Linked DNA regions of Mus musculus: all the other regions are linked to region 2. Evidence: chromatin contacts called from public HiChIP or PLAC-seq data. All regions are on one chromosome and are shown on one strand. Each heading gives the region's core, a stretch centred on a gene start, on an enhancer-like site or on the middle of the called end of the contact. The rest is flanking DNA. Distances are from core to core; before and after follow the strand shown.

Region 1 (2,991 bases), core at 414-2,913, 300 kb before region 2:
TAGCAGGAAACATGGCAGCATCCAGGCAGGCTCACAGACAGACCCAGTCTCAAAAATGAAGTGGAGAGCAATTGATGAAGACACCCAATACTGATCTCTGAACTCCACCTGTACTCACATATATGCATGCTCCCTTAGTAATACACTCATATGTGCATGAATATATATACATATGCTACACTTACACATAGGTAGACAGGAAGATAGGTAGGCAGGTAGACAGGAAGATAGATAGATAGATAGATAGATAGATAGATAGATAGATAGATAGAGATAGATGATGATAGATAGATATAGATAGATAGATATGATAGGTAGATAGATGATGATAGATATGATAGGTAGATAGATAGATAGATGATGATAGATAGATATGATAGGTAGATAGATAGATAGATGATGATAGATATGATAGGTAGATAGATAGATAGATAATGACAGAAAATTATAAGAAAAATGGTGTAAAACATTTATGGTGGAAATCTAGTGGGGAGTGTGAAAGTTCTTTTTATAACTTTTACACACTTGGAATTACTCCAAAAATTAGTTGTGAGCATAAAAGTATATTTACACATTACAGTCTCTACCCTATACAGCTCTAAACTTGCAGTTTTCCATATGTTAGTGAACATAAGCTATGCCCTAGCATTTCCTGGCCTGGCCTCTGCTATCTGGTTACCCCTCACCTGCAGGATGCCACACATCCTTGCCATTTTTAATGGGTACACTTCACACAGCCGTAGATTCTTCGTTCATATTTTAATATCAGGTGGTTTTCCTTCATGTTCTTCTCCTTAAAAGCACATTGCTCCCAACACCACTGTGTCTTTGTTGGGAATATTTCCCACAGTGGGCCATCAGGGTACCGTGGCCCTGTACACAGGCTGCCAGACTGCACTCAGCAAAGCTGAACAGATATACTTCTGTTTCCCTATGACTCTATAGTGGCTTCGTACTCTGACTTGTTTTTGAGAACTGGGTTGCGTATAATATGATCTCAAGCTAGTTTATCTTGATGTTCACGTCGTTCTCAACACTGAGTTGTCTGCTGAGAGAGGAGCCCCCTCCGAACCACTGTTCAGACCGGCTGTGGTGGGGGTGGGGGATGGGGTGAGGGTGGGGTGAAGGGGTAGGGGGTGGACGCCTGCTTTGGGCCCAGTGGCACCTGCTGTCTGTGTGTTTGGTCCTGTCTCTTTCCTCCCATAGCCTTATAACTAACTTTCTGTGTGCTATTGGGAAAGTATTTCTTCCACTCTGAGGCCAAAGCTCTGTGAAGACCTAGTCTGTGCTGTCAATTGATCACTTACACGTGGCCTGTGTCTGTTGTTTAAATATCCACTGAGTCCGAAGCTATCTGAAGATCTTGTGATTACAGATGGCAGAGGTTGGCTGCAGTATGAAAACTTCACAAGTGTTCACCATTAATCACATTCCGTGTTCTGGGTCCTCTGTAATAAAGAGGAGGTGTGTAGGAAAGGAAAGAAAATGAGGATCTTAGAAGTGAACGTTGAGGACAGCTGTGAACTGTGACCCTTGCCTCTGCTTCGGTGCACTCACCTTTCCTTCCTGTGACCGAGACTTGCGGCAGGGACAGCTGTTTCCTCCTATCATGGGGTTGAAGCTGTAGAGAACATCCTGCCCTCAAGACCAGAACAAGCCTGCGGTGAGCTCCGAGGCAGGCGGTGACTCAAATCCAGAGAAGCAGGAAGTTTGGTGTGAGGGGAGAACTCAGAGCTGGCTACACTGAACTTCCCAATCCCAGCCCAGCGCTGAGGGTCACAGGTCTCAGTGAGAAGGGCAGAGCACCCACTTCTCAGTAGAGGAAGAGTGGGCAAGAGCTCTCTGCCGAGGGCTGCCTGCCTTAGGTCTGGCAGAAAGGAAGAAAGGGTGACGTGCTGTTTAAAGTATGCTCCGGAAGGTGCCTGGGGCTTAGTCAGTGCTGAACTCAGGCTTAGCCAAGTGATTCTCAGAAGTCTCTCAATGAGAGGAAACACATCTCCCAAGTGCTAGCCCTGGTACCATCCTCAAAGGGAATTTAGGAATAGGAGAGGTATCTTTGTTATGCAAAGCATCATCTACCGAAACTTACCACCATGGGCGTCTGAATTTTCCAACTCCCCTCTGGCTATGGAGGACACACCCAGTGTGCCCAATGTGTAAGGGCAATAGAGCAGGTCCTGCCCAGGCCTTTCTTGGGGCTGGGACCCTGAGAGGATATCCTTCCCCACTACCAGTTCCTCCACTGCCTGAGGTCTCCCAGGACCAGTACAGGGTGAGGTTCCAGGCTGGTGTGAAAGACCTTAGGGCCAGCCAGGCAAGGCCTGTAGGTCTTCACCAGTAAGGGCAAGGTGATGTTCCCTCTAAGGCTCAGCCTCCAAAGCTGCCCTAGGCACTTTTTAGGACTCATAGCTGATGATATTAATCCTGCCAGCCACAGAGATAGAGGGTCTCTCCTTGATCTCTTCCTGGTTTGCTCAGTTCCCCTTTCTCCTGATCACCTTAGTTTCTATCACTGTAGCCTCAACATATTGGAGTGCTAAGAGACCAATGACAGCCTAGAAGCCTTCTTTTCTCAGGTGCACACCTTTGCTGTGGTGTTGGGAAGTGTCCCTCGGTGGCTGTATGTCCCTTGGTCCCTGCATGGTGCTGGGGAGTCTTTAGAGGTGGGGTCTAGTTCTGATTTTTCCTTGGCCATTCCAATGCATTCTCTCTCTCTCTCTCTCTCTCTCTCTCTCTCTCTCTCTCTCTCTCTCTCTCTCTCTCTCTCTCACACACACACACACACACACACACACACACCCATTTCCTCTGCCATTGCTTTGGCTGATCATGGCTCTCCTGTGGACTGCTGGCATTGATCTTTGGTCTTCAAAGTCTCTATCAATGCATACCTGCCACCTCTGCTTGTGACAGCCATGTCTCTACTGAAGTATCATCTCCGTCTTTAGCTTAAGTTCCTTGTCTGCTTCCTTTGTGGCTTATGATAATAAT
Region 2 (3,396 bases), core at 124-2,623:
AAAATCTTTGTATTTAAAAGACGTATTAAGTCTGTGTCAGCCGCCTTTGCCGCAGATGTCGGTTGTGCTGGAACTGCTTGCTTCTTCTCTGATGGAAAGAGGTTGCAATCAGACTCCAGGCTGGGGGGCTCCCATGCCCTCTCATCTCACCTCCACACCATAATTCCTTTGTCTGTCCTACCCAACTCTGGGTAGGTAATGCTAACCGAGTCTCCAGATGATGTCACTCCAGGCCTAAGGGCTGGCTGGCTGGACTGAGAGGGTCTGACTTGGTGTAAGACCCACAGACTGGTGCTGCCATATAGCTCAAGAAGGGGAAACTGAGCATAAGGCCGGGCTGTAGTCAGTTGCTAAGGTGCTGGCTAGTCTGTCCAAAGCCCTGGGTTCTGGGCTCAGTACCCCATACACTGGCATACACCTATAATTAAGAGGTGGAGACACAGACTAGCCTGACCTGTATGAATCGGTCTCAAAAGTCCAGGTAGGGTTAAACTGGCCTTAGCCAAAGGCTATGGGCTAGGGTCACAGAATTGGAGGGTGCGGGGCACCCCACTTTCCACCAGCACACACCCTGTATACTCACCACACACACATTCTTGGTACAATGAGCGTCCTCACCACAAAGCCAGTGCCTCATGCTACCTACTCAACCCTCTCCTCTCCTCCCCTCCCCTCCCCTCCCCCACCATCCCGTCTCTGTCCACCTCCCACTTGAAGCTGGCTTTGGAATCACACTTGCTGGGAGAGTCGGGGTAGAAGTAGGGGACTGAGGAGAACCCCTGGTCACCGGGATCTCTTTCTCTTCCTAGGAGCAGTCAGGGCTTCATGCACATGAAGCTGTCCCGGACTAAGGAACACAAGTATGTGTTGGGCCAGAACAGCCCACCCTTCAGCAGCGTCCCTGAAATCGTGCACCACTATGCCAGCCGCAAGCTGCCCATTAAGGGAGCGGAACACATGTCCCTGCTCTACCCTGTGGCCATCCGGACTCTGTAGATGTGAGACCAGGGCACTATGATAGACCTGGACCCAGTCCTTGTCACCTGCACGGGGGCAGCGGTTCTTACCAAGGACATGATGTCAGAAACCTGGCTTCCCCTTGTCCTAGGATCTAGCAGGCGCTGAAGATTCCTTAATTTATTATAAAGGGGAGGGAATCCTGGGCCTTGGAATAAAGGGACTGTGTGGAGCTGGGCACCGAGGAGAGCCTGAGGAGGAAGGGGTCTCCCCGCCCCAGTCAGACACTAGGGAGGGAGTGGCGACCTCCCTCCCGCACCACCCACCCTCCGCATCCTCCCTTCTCCCCGTCCCCAGCGGGCCGCCCGGGCTCCGGGCCAGAGGCTCGGCCAGGCAGAGCTGCGGCTGCCGGCGCCGCCCAGGGGCTGCCGGGAGGGGGCGGGGAGCGAGCCCGACTATAAATTGAGGCTGGAGCCGACGCCGGCCGCCTGCGAAAAGCACTTTCCGAGCATCCACTCGCTTCCTTTGACCAAACACCTCACGCCGGGCAGGGGGCGTCCAGGCCGCGTCGCTCCTGCCATTGCTCCCGAGCGAGCCCGGCTTCCCGCCAGCAGCGAGCGGTTTGTCTGGGAGGCGCCGAGAGACAAAGAGGCAGCGCGCCAGGCTGACGGCGCGGATGGCGCTGCCACGCGGGCGGGAGGCGCGCTTCCCTGAGGCGGCGCGCTCCCGCTCCTGGCTGGCTGGCTGGGCGCGCCGTGTCCCTTTCCCTTAGCTCCCTCTGGTGGCCGGGTCTGGGGCCACGCACCTCAGCCGACCCCCGTGGGTCCGGGGCCTTCCCGCTGCTCCACAGACAGGTTCTGTGGGAGCCAGACGCCCTCGGGACGGTTGTCCTCTTAGGACAACCTGAGGCCCCTTGCTTGCCTCAACCCAAGCCCGCGGTGCATTAGCGCTGATTAGAATCAGTTGGGAATTTCTCCAAAGTGAGGATGTGTGATCTGAGAAACGAGGTATTCCGAATAGATCATTTGGCATTGGGCACCTTTTCAGAAACTCTCTGAAGGTTGCTCTGCCTTTGAATGATAGGAAGAGGACCCACCATTTTGCACCTGAGAAAACAGGCCTAGAGGGGTTAGGAGACATCTATCTCCTCATGCTGCCTGGAAGACCTTGTCTCAGGGCAGAGCTAGAATAGCTGATGCCCTGGAGGAAGCCAGGCCGACTGCAGCTCCCTGAGGACTCCTCTCTGTCCTTGTGATCCGCTGTCAGCAGCCTAACACCAGAGTGAGGAAGGGCTTTTCAGTCTTCGCTGCTTTTATTCAGTAGATACTGGAGAGATGCCTGGACCACCGTGGCAAAGCCCACTGGGTGGATGATTTCCTTAGCTCCACCTTGACCTAAGGCAGCAAAAAAGAAACTCCAAAGGGGGAAACACCGTTTATTTGCAAAACAGACCACTAGAAGAGGGAGATGGGGCTGAGGGGCACTGCTCCAGGCGGTTAGTGGGCACAGAAAGGTCTGACTACATTTTACATTTTGAGAGATCAGTTGTTCAGTTAGGCTGGTCCTGAGGGTTTCTGTAAGTTGCCCCTGGCTACTCTAAGACATCTCCCAACCATTTTGAAGAGAGGAAGAACACAGTGAAGAGGACTTGAAGACGCCAGCATCCATACTATCACTCAGACTCACTTTCAAAAACTTGACAGGTTGTCTACTGTCAAGTTTTTGCTTAATTCTCACTTTGTCTCAACCCAAAAGCTCCCCTACTTCTGAACCTATAGTTCTTAAACAGTGCTCCTTCGACAAACTCAAGACACATTCTGGCCCTAGAGATCTCTGAGCCTACACATGATGCCTGAGCGAGGCTACTTGGACCAACCAAGTTGGCAGGTGGGAAGGGCCAAGGCTGAGGTGGCCAGAAATGAGTACTGGGTTAAGGCACAGGCCAAAGCCCCTGCTGTCCCAGCAGGGCAGTAGTGGGCATAGTTGCTGGGCAGGAGGCCTAGAAGTTCTCATAATGGTGAGAAAAATGAGTCCTGTCCTGCCTGTTGATGAGCTGACAAGCCTTCTCCACATTCTTGGTCATGCCAGGGGGACCACAGCTAAATACTCCAATCTTTCGGACCTGTTGAAGGAGGAAGAGCCAAAGATGAACATATTTACTGGTAGAGCTGGATCAGTATTCAAAACAGTAGCCAGGTTCATGTTCCTGGTGCAGGTTAGCTTTATGGTCCTATTAAAGACCATCCAGTGTTCACACTCAAGGTTTATTTTATACCGTGTATGGTGAGGGCTGGCTCACTGTAAGTCTAGCTCAATTTTGTAAGTGCTAGGTCAGTGTAAAAGGACCAACTGAGTCAATGTTCAAATTGAGGGACAGCCTGGTGTATAAGTTATCTGCAGCCAGCCCACTCACTGTTCATGGCGAAAACTAGTTCCACA
Region 3 (2,999 bases), core at 357-2,856, 420 kb before region 2:
GGATTCAAAAGAAGCAATTAGTTTTAAACAGCCATTTCCCAAGCTTCCAGCTGTCTCCTAGATGCCTTCACAAGCAACCACCTCCATGTCATCCAGCAGACCTTTTATGTACCAGATTTAGGGATGTAAAGGCCAGTATCAGACAAGGTTGGGGGGGGGGGGCGTTTTACCTACCGCATCCCTCTGCATCAAGTTCAGTAGGGATGCTTTTCACCTGTGAGAAGGCATTAGGCTTGGGGGAGGAGTGCCGGGCTTTTCTCATTCTCTTCCTTAGGAAAAGCAGATGCCCAAAGAAGCTGGGGATAGAGGACATAGTGGTAGTTCAAGAAAGTGTTAAACCCAAGAAGCTAAGTTGCCTAACAAGTAATCAACACCCTTTCTGCTAACAGGGTATCTATCTAAATTGAGGTCCATTCATCTGAATGAAAGAAAAAAAAAATCTTCACCTTCCACTGATGTCTACTTGAAATTTAACATTCTCTTCAAGGACTGTGTAGGCAGCTGGCCACAGCAATATTAGCAGTATTTATGATGTTTTAGAAATGTGTTTACAGGTAGTGCCTATATCTTGAATTCTATATTCTGAGCTATTCAAAATTATAATAGTTATTTGCTTTTTAAATTTATATGGCATTCTTTTAAATACTTTAGTGGCTGTTTTCTTTCATCATAGCCTGCCTTAAATTTTATGTTTTTAAAAGTCTCTTGAGAGATAGATGGCTCAGTGGTTAAGAGCTCTTACGGAGGGCTTACTTCCAGAGGAATTGAGTTCAGTTCCCAGCACCCAGATGAAAGCTTATAACCCCAGTTCCAGGGCATTAGGCATACATGCAAACGAACTAACTATACACATGAAATAAAATAATAAAGTTTAAAGCAAAAAGGGAAATCTTCTAAGAAAGAGTCCTTAGTTTTCCCCCAAACTCAGAACTGTCAGAGGTAGCTGCAGGTTTTAAAAAAAAAAAAAAAGGATCAGAAAGCTGTGTTTACAGAGGAGAGGTTTACAGCCTGTGCAAACTCTCTGACTCAGCTTCAGTCTGTGAGCCCTAGAAGCTGGGGTGGCTCTCGGAGAAGTAAGTAAAAGTAAGGTGAAAAGTTTCACCAAAGAGCCTTTTCTCCCTTGTACTAATTGCCAATCAGCCTGGCCTGTGCTTCTCCGCTGACCACCTCCCACCCCCAGCGCCCTGGGTACCTCCCCAGATCAATGCCAGTCTCAACCCACCCGGCAGGCAGGGCAAGGTGCTGAGTGACAGACAACAAGTGGAACTAACGTTTCTGAAATTCCCACGCACCGAGACCACACGTCCAAGCTGTGTGGGTGGAGAGGGTGCCAGGGCCATCCTCTCTGCATCGCTGAGGCTGGGCCACTAAGGAGAAAGCATTGAAGTCCACCGAGTCCCAGACCAAAGGGGAGTCTGTCAGGGGTTGGAAAAGAAGAAGGGCGGCCGGGAGCGCGGAGACAGAACCGAGGTGGGCGACAGCGAGCGGCTATAGGAGGGTAACAGCGTCGTGGGGTGCGTCTTACCGGGCTGAGCGACACCGTGGGCCCCAGCGCTGGCGCAGCAGAAACTACTGTGGCGCTGGAGCGCTGGCCTCGCATAGCCCCGCCTGGCCGCCGGGGCGGGGAGGCAAAGGCCAGGGGCGGGGACAGCCACCACCCCCACACCCCCAACCTCCGGAGGAGGAAAGGCCGCCAGGGCGCTACCCAACAACAAACCCGGAGGGGAATGCGCACCTTGGAGCAGGCACGGACACCGGAGGCATGGGTGGTATGGGTGATCCTTGCTCCCCATGTCCTGCGACTGTCCCCACGCAGCCTAGACGCTTTTCTTACGCCTGGGGTGCAGACAAGGCCACCTCTACTCAGAACCGCGCGGCACCTTCCCCTGGAACCTGCTGGCTCCTAGGAGTTGTTCTTTTGGTGCCTGACAAGTCACTGTTCTGCCCCTTCTAAGGACTGACTGTTTGAAGGCACAAGCCAGAGACCGCGGCTTCATGTGTTAAAACAAATACAGTTCCTAAAAGTTGCTAAGGCCTCAACTTAAAAAAAAAAAAAAAAAAAAAAAACCTCAAAGAACACGCAAATGCCACCAACTTTTTTTTTAAGCATAACTAAGTTTCTTTCGCACTTGTTTGATTATATGCATTTTAATAGTTTTTGAGTCACTTCTTTCAAACTGTCTTCACTCTGAAGGATCTATAGAAAAATTGCTTGGTCGCAAACAGGGACTACGGGTTTGATGGTAAGCCTGGTGGCACTTGCTGGCACCTGCACCTGCAACACTGCCTCCCTAGTAATTTTCCGTGACTTTGTGCAGCAACAGGTAAGTCTGGTAAAGAACTTGGAAACAAAACCAAATGTGATCTGTATTTACTGATAAAGCTATTGCTGGAAACAGCGTATTAAGACTATGTAAAAATAATCCTTAATGTCTGCCATACTCTAAACTAAAACTGAATTTATTTTATCAATAAAATGTTTCACATACTTGAGAGTTGAGGCAAGGGGCGGGGCACCAGAAAAAAATGTTCAGGCCTCAGGACAGTTAATTGTTGTATAGTACTGAACATAACCCTGATTTCCACCCTCTAAGTGCCAACAATTGTAGCCCAAAGTTTTGACAAAAGCAAAACTCTACACACATATTTCCAAAGCAATTCGTACTATTCTTCATCTCTCCTTCCTCTCCATCCTCATTAAGAAGTCCTGGTTCCTGTGAATGAATCAAGGGCAGTCTGTTTGCAGGGTGTTTGGAGGTCTATGGCTGGAGAATCGAGTTGGAAGCCGTGTCCTGAATAGTTCCCACACGCTGGGGCATCTATGTATCGTTCTATTACCCCACTGAAGTCCCTTCTTTCCATCAGTGTCTTGCCCATCAGACATTAAGACTGAGAAGTTACTCCATTGGCATTCCCCTTTTTCTTTCTATAATATTTTATTTACTTATTTAGTGTGCATGTGTGCACGTGTACATGTGTGTCATGAGGCACAGGTGGAA
Region 4 (3,066 bases), core at 52-2,551, 290 kb after region 2:
ATTATGAATTCCTTTTCTTTAACTATAGAGGTTATCTTTTGGGATGAGTTGCAGTAGTTCGGTAGAAGAAATGTTGAATTTCCTGCTTTTTGGGTTACTTATTTGGGTTCCTTTATTGTGGGTTGTTGGGTTTTTTTTGTTTTGGTTTGGTTTTGGTTTTTTTTTTTAAGGAAAAAAAGTGCATGCGTGTTTTCGCTGTGTACATATCTGTGCATCACACATGTGCCTGGTGCATGCAGAGGGTGCCCGAACAGAGTATTGGATCCAGTGGAAGTATAGTTAGTTGTGAAACACGGTGTGGCTTCTGGGAATCAAACTGGAGTCTGAGTGTTCTGAACTGCTGAGCCATTTCTTCAGCCCTTCACTTCCATTTTGACAGCGGGTCTATGTAGCCCTGCCTGCCCTGGCACTCACTGTAGAGCACATGTCTAACTGTGTACCATGTGTGTATCCAGTGCGCTTATTGGCCAGAAGAGGGTGTTGAGCCCCTGGAATAGGAGTTAGGGTCGGTTCTGAGCTGCCATGTGGGTACTGGGAATTAAACCTGGGTCCTCTCTACAAAGGATTTACCTCCTCCCAACCGCTGACCCAAGCCTCTACCATCACTGCCAATAGATGCTTGGGTGCCAGGACAGGGGAGAGTGGGCACAGGAGTTCACTTCCAGCCTTAGGCTGACACTAGAGCTTGTGTGCTCTTGTGTACACACACTTGCAGTATCTCTCCTCCACCTCAGGGCCCGGCTCTGGGTTTCTAGAGATTCCTAGCTAGGGAGATACCAGTTCTGGTCATCTTAAGTTTGCTCGCAGTTCTACTTCTCAGCTCCTCACGCAGCTGCTGCATGTCTAGGTTGTATATGGCAGAAACTCAGCAGAGGAACAGAGTGGAGCAAGCCTATTCCATCTCCCTAGAACTGTGCTCATGCGGAGGACGGATGGAGCAACGTGGCCTGAGCTGTGCCCTTCCTTCCCCTTCTTCACCACCGTCTAATTTGGGGTTGGTTTGTTGTGTGTATTTTGAGACACAGCCCTTAGCCCTAAGTAACCAAGGTTGACCTTGAACTCCAGATCTTCCTACTTCTAAGTGCTAGAATTCCAGGATTGCCCTCCCACACCATGCTTTGCTTTTAAACTATGTTTTTAGACTTAAGCTGGTTTTTTTTTTCTGTTTATTTGTATCCTGGGCTGGCCTGGAATTCACTGTATGAATGACAGTGCTCTTGAATTTACAGAGTGCTGGGGTTAGAGGCGTGTGCCACCACGCCTAGCTATGTGAAGTTAGAAATGGAGCCCAGGGCTTCATGCATACCAAGTAAGCACTCAACTGCATGAACTAGATCTGCTCAGTGTACCAAATGACAGAGTCCACTCATATAGGCTGCCAAAGTACATTCAATGCTGTCTTCTCAAAGCTCTCAGAATGCCTTTTTGTTATTTTCGCATGCCCAGCAAGCACGTGCATGTTCCTGTCAGGATGCACCAACAGGCTAAGATTATTCTACTGAGTGGTTGTACCATAGTTTAACGAAGCTTTACGACAGACAGGGATGGTGGCTCACAACTGTAATCTAAGCACTAGGGAAGCTAAAGCAGGAGAATCACGTTGAACTTAAAGCTAAAAATGAGATGCTCAGAGACAAAAGGGGAAGGACAGCAAGTGTTCCATACTCACTTTTACTTTCTCCTGGTACCAAGAAGTAAAGAAGCATGTGTCCCATTTCAGACAGTGCTGGGGCTGAACCTAAGGCCTTAGAAATGCTGGGCAAGCACTCCACACTGAGCTGTGAGACTAAGAGTGAGACTGGGGGAGCGATCTGAAGGAGAAAGGGGAGTGGGGGTGGGAGCAGGAGCTCTGTCTTCTCAGAGTAGGAACCAAGGTGCCTGAGAGATGTTTGGAGATAAGCAGACCTGCTGGAGTATATATACAACGTGAGGAATTTAGAAGCAGACATCTTGATACTGATCTCTAGAGCATGAAGAAAGCTTCAAGCCTGAGGTGGTCTGAGATTATTGAAATCATGGATGGATTTCCCGAAGGGTGGTGATGAAAGTTTTAAGTGGGGTTCTGTCAGAAGTGGCTGCAGGCCCAGATGCATCATGGGAATTGAATTCAGGGAGCTTTTCAGAGTGCTGAAGTCATGGGGAGAGGACACCCTAGAGCTCTCCTCAGACTTGTGTTTGCTTTCAGCTTCAAGTTTGGACAGTCAGTCATTTGTGATGGTACCACCCACTGATGAGGTAGCCCAGAACCTCCACACTCTCATAAGCAAGTGCCTCCATGGGAAGAACTACTGCCGGCAGGTCCTCTGTCTGTATGAACTTGCCAAGGTATGCACCAGACGGGGATCCCCAAAGGAGCACTGTCTGAAAGGGAGGCGGGACGTGCCAGTGGAGTCTTCCCAGGAAGGTAGAGCAAGATATTTAACTTCCATGGGTTCCTGGCTCCTCTCTATAAATAATGGCTTGAACATGAGTTCCTTCTGATTTTACTTTCTAACTTGAACATTACACATAATGTGATGCATACAAAGACAGACTTCTTCACCCTCTCACTCCCACAGTAGACAGGATGTGTGTGGCTCTGTGCTGGTTGAGAAACAGAAAGTACAAGAAGTTTGTCCTAAAGACTAGGGTGTCTGGAAGCACAGGCTGCAGCCCTGGCTCCAGGATAAGCCTTTTATTCTATTCCTTTACTCTGTGTAATTGAAAAGATGAGCGTTCCACAAGTGACGAGCCTGACGTGGTGAAGGGCAGGACTGAGAGGCATCACTTACTCTTCTGGGGTATTGGGATTGCTGAGGTCAGGCAGTAGTGGCCTGTCCACACATTTCCTACTATTTGCTTCTAAAAATGACTCTGCTCCTGTTATCTTCCTCTTAGGATTTGGGCTGTTCCTATGGAGATGTTGCTGCTAGGGACAGTGAAGCCATGCTCCGAGCAATCTTGGCTTCTCAGCGGCCTGACCGATGTAGACAAGCCCAGGTCTTCATCAACACCCAGGGCCTTGAAGCAGACACTGTGGCTGAACTAGTGGCTGAAGAGGTGACACGGGAGCTACTGACTCCATCA

The links. HiChIP or PLAC-seq counts read pairs in DNA pulled down with a chosen protein or histone mark.
Region 1: an H3K4me3 HiChIP or PLAC-seq map of bone marrow-derived macrophages shows a contact between it and region 2, with 3 times the contacts expected there. The contact joins two enhancer-like sites. A contact is called at or near these places in 6 of 39 promoter capture datasets (the C10 cell line, the HPC-7 cell line, embryonic stem cells and 2 more), 1 of 15 datasets of contacts at CTCF or cohesin (large pre-B cells), 5 of 115 datasets of contacts at active chromatin or transcription factors (bone marrow-derived macrophages, double positive thymocytes, embryonic fibroblasts and 1 more) and 1 of 9 other capture datasets (liver).
Region 3: a contact with region 2 is called in a FOXA1 HiChIP or PLAC-seq map of pancreatic cancer cells. The contact joins the promoter of Sqor here to the enhancer-like site in region 2. A contact is called at or near these places in 3 of 39 promoter capture datasets (cranial neural crest, hippocampal neurons and pre-B cells), 1 of 15 datasets of contacts at CTCF or cohesin (large pre-B cells), 3 of 484 Hi-C or Micro-C datasets (Th2 cells, olfactory sensory neurons and uterus), 8 of 115 datasets of contacts at active chromatin or transcription factors (the 230-238 cell line, bone marrow-derived macrophages, embryonic forebrain and 4 more) and 4 of 9 other capture datasets (adipose tissue, embryonic stem cells, liver and 1 more).
Region 4: a contact with region 2 is called in an H3K27ac HiChIP or PLAC-seq map of microglia, with 6 times the contacts expected there. The contact joins two enhancer-like sites. A contact is called at or near these places in 6 of 115 datasets of contacts at active chromatin or transcription factors (embryonic stem cells, large pre-B cells, microglia and 1 more).

The regions. Positions count from the first base shown.
Region 1 is chr2:122,651,218-122,654,208 of GRCm38.p6, reverse strand. No RefSeq gene overlaps it. Among named protein-coding and RNA genes, the nearest start is that of Mir147, 12 kb to the right of the region's middle. Within about 2 kb of position 1,663, at least 165 of the 459 cell types and tissues checked have an H3K27ac peak or open chromatin away from gene starts, as enhancers often do. A contact at or near this core is called in the HPC-7 cell line, bone marrow-derived macrophages, double positive thymocytes and 2 more, where this site is marked.
Region 2 is chr2:122,346,953-122,350,348 of GRCm38.p6, reverse strand. It overlaps Duox1 (dual oxidase 1), which reads right to left. Exons shown (of 33, transcript NM_001099297.1): 33 at 2,377-3,079. The coding sequence ends at 2,957. Shf (Src homology 2 domain containing F) reads left to right here. Exons shown (of 7, transcript NM_001374011.1): 7 at 810-1,457. The coding sequence ends at 996. Among named protein-coding and RNA genes, the nearest start is that of Shf, 20 kb to the left of the region's middle. Within about 2 kb of position 1,373, at least 251 of the 459 cell types and tissues checked have an H3K27ac peak or open chromatin away from gene starts, as enhancers often do. A contact at or near this core is called in the HPC-7 cell line, Th2 cells, adipose tissue and 15 more, where this site is marked.
Region 3 is chr2:122,763,966-122,766,964 of GRCm38.p6, reverse strand. It overlaps Sqor (sulfide quinone oxidoreductase), which reads right to left and starts at 1,606. Exons shown (of 10, transcript NM_001162503.1): 1 at 1,526-1,606.
Region 4 is chr2:122,060,181-122,063,246 of GRCm38.p6, reverse strand. Spg11 (SPG11, spatacsin vesicle trafficking associated) reads left to right here. Exons shown (of 40, transcript NM_145531.2): 31 at 2,186-2,325; 32 at 2,878-3,066. Among named protein-coding and RNA genes, the nearest start is that of Eif3j1, 33 kb to the right of the region's middle. Within about 2 kb of position 1,301, at least 18 of the 459 cell types and tissues checked have an H3K27ac peak or open chromatin away from gene starts, as enhancers often do. A contact at or near this core is called in microglia, where this site is marked.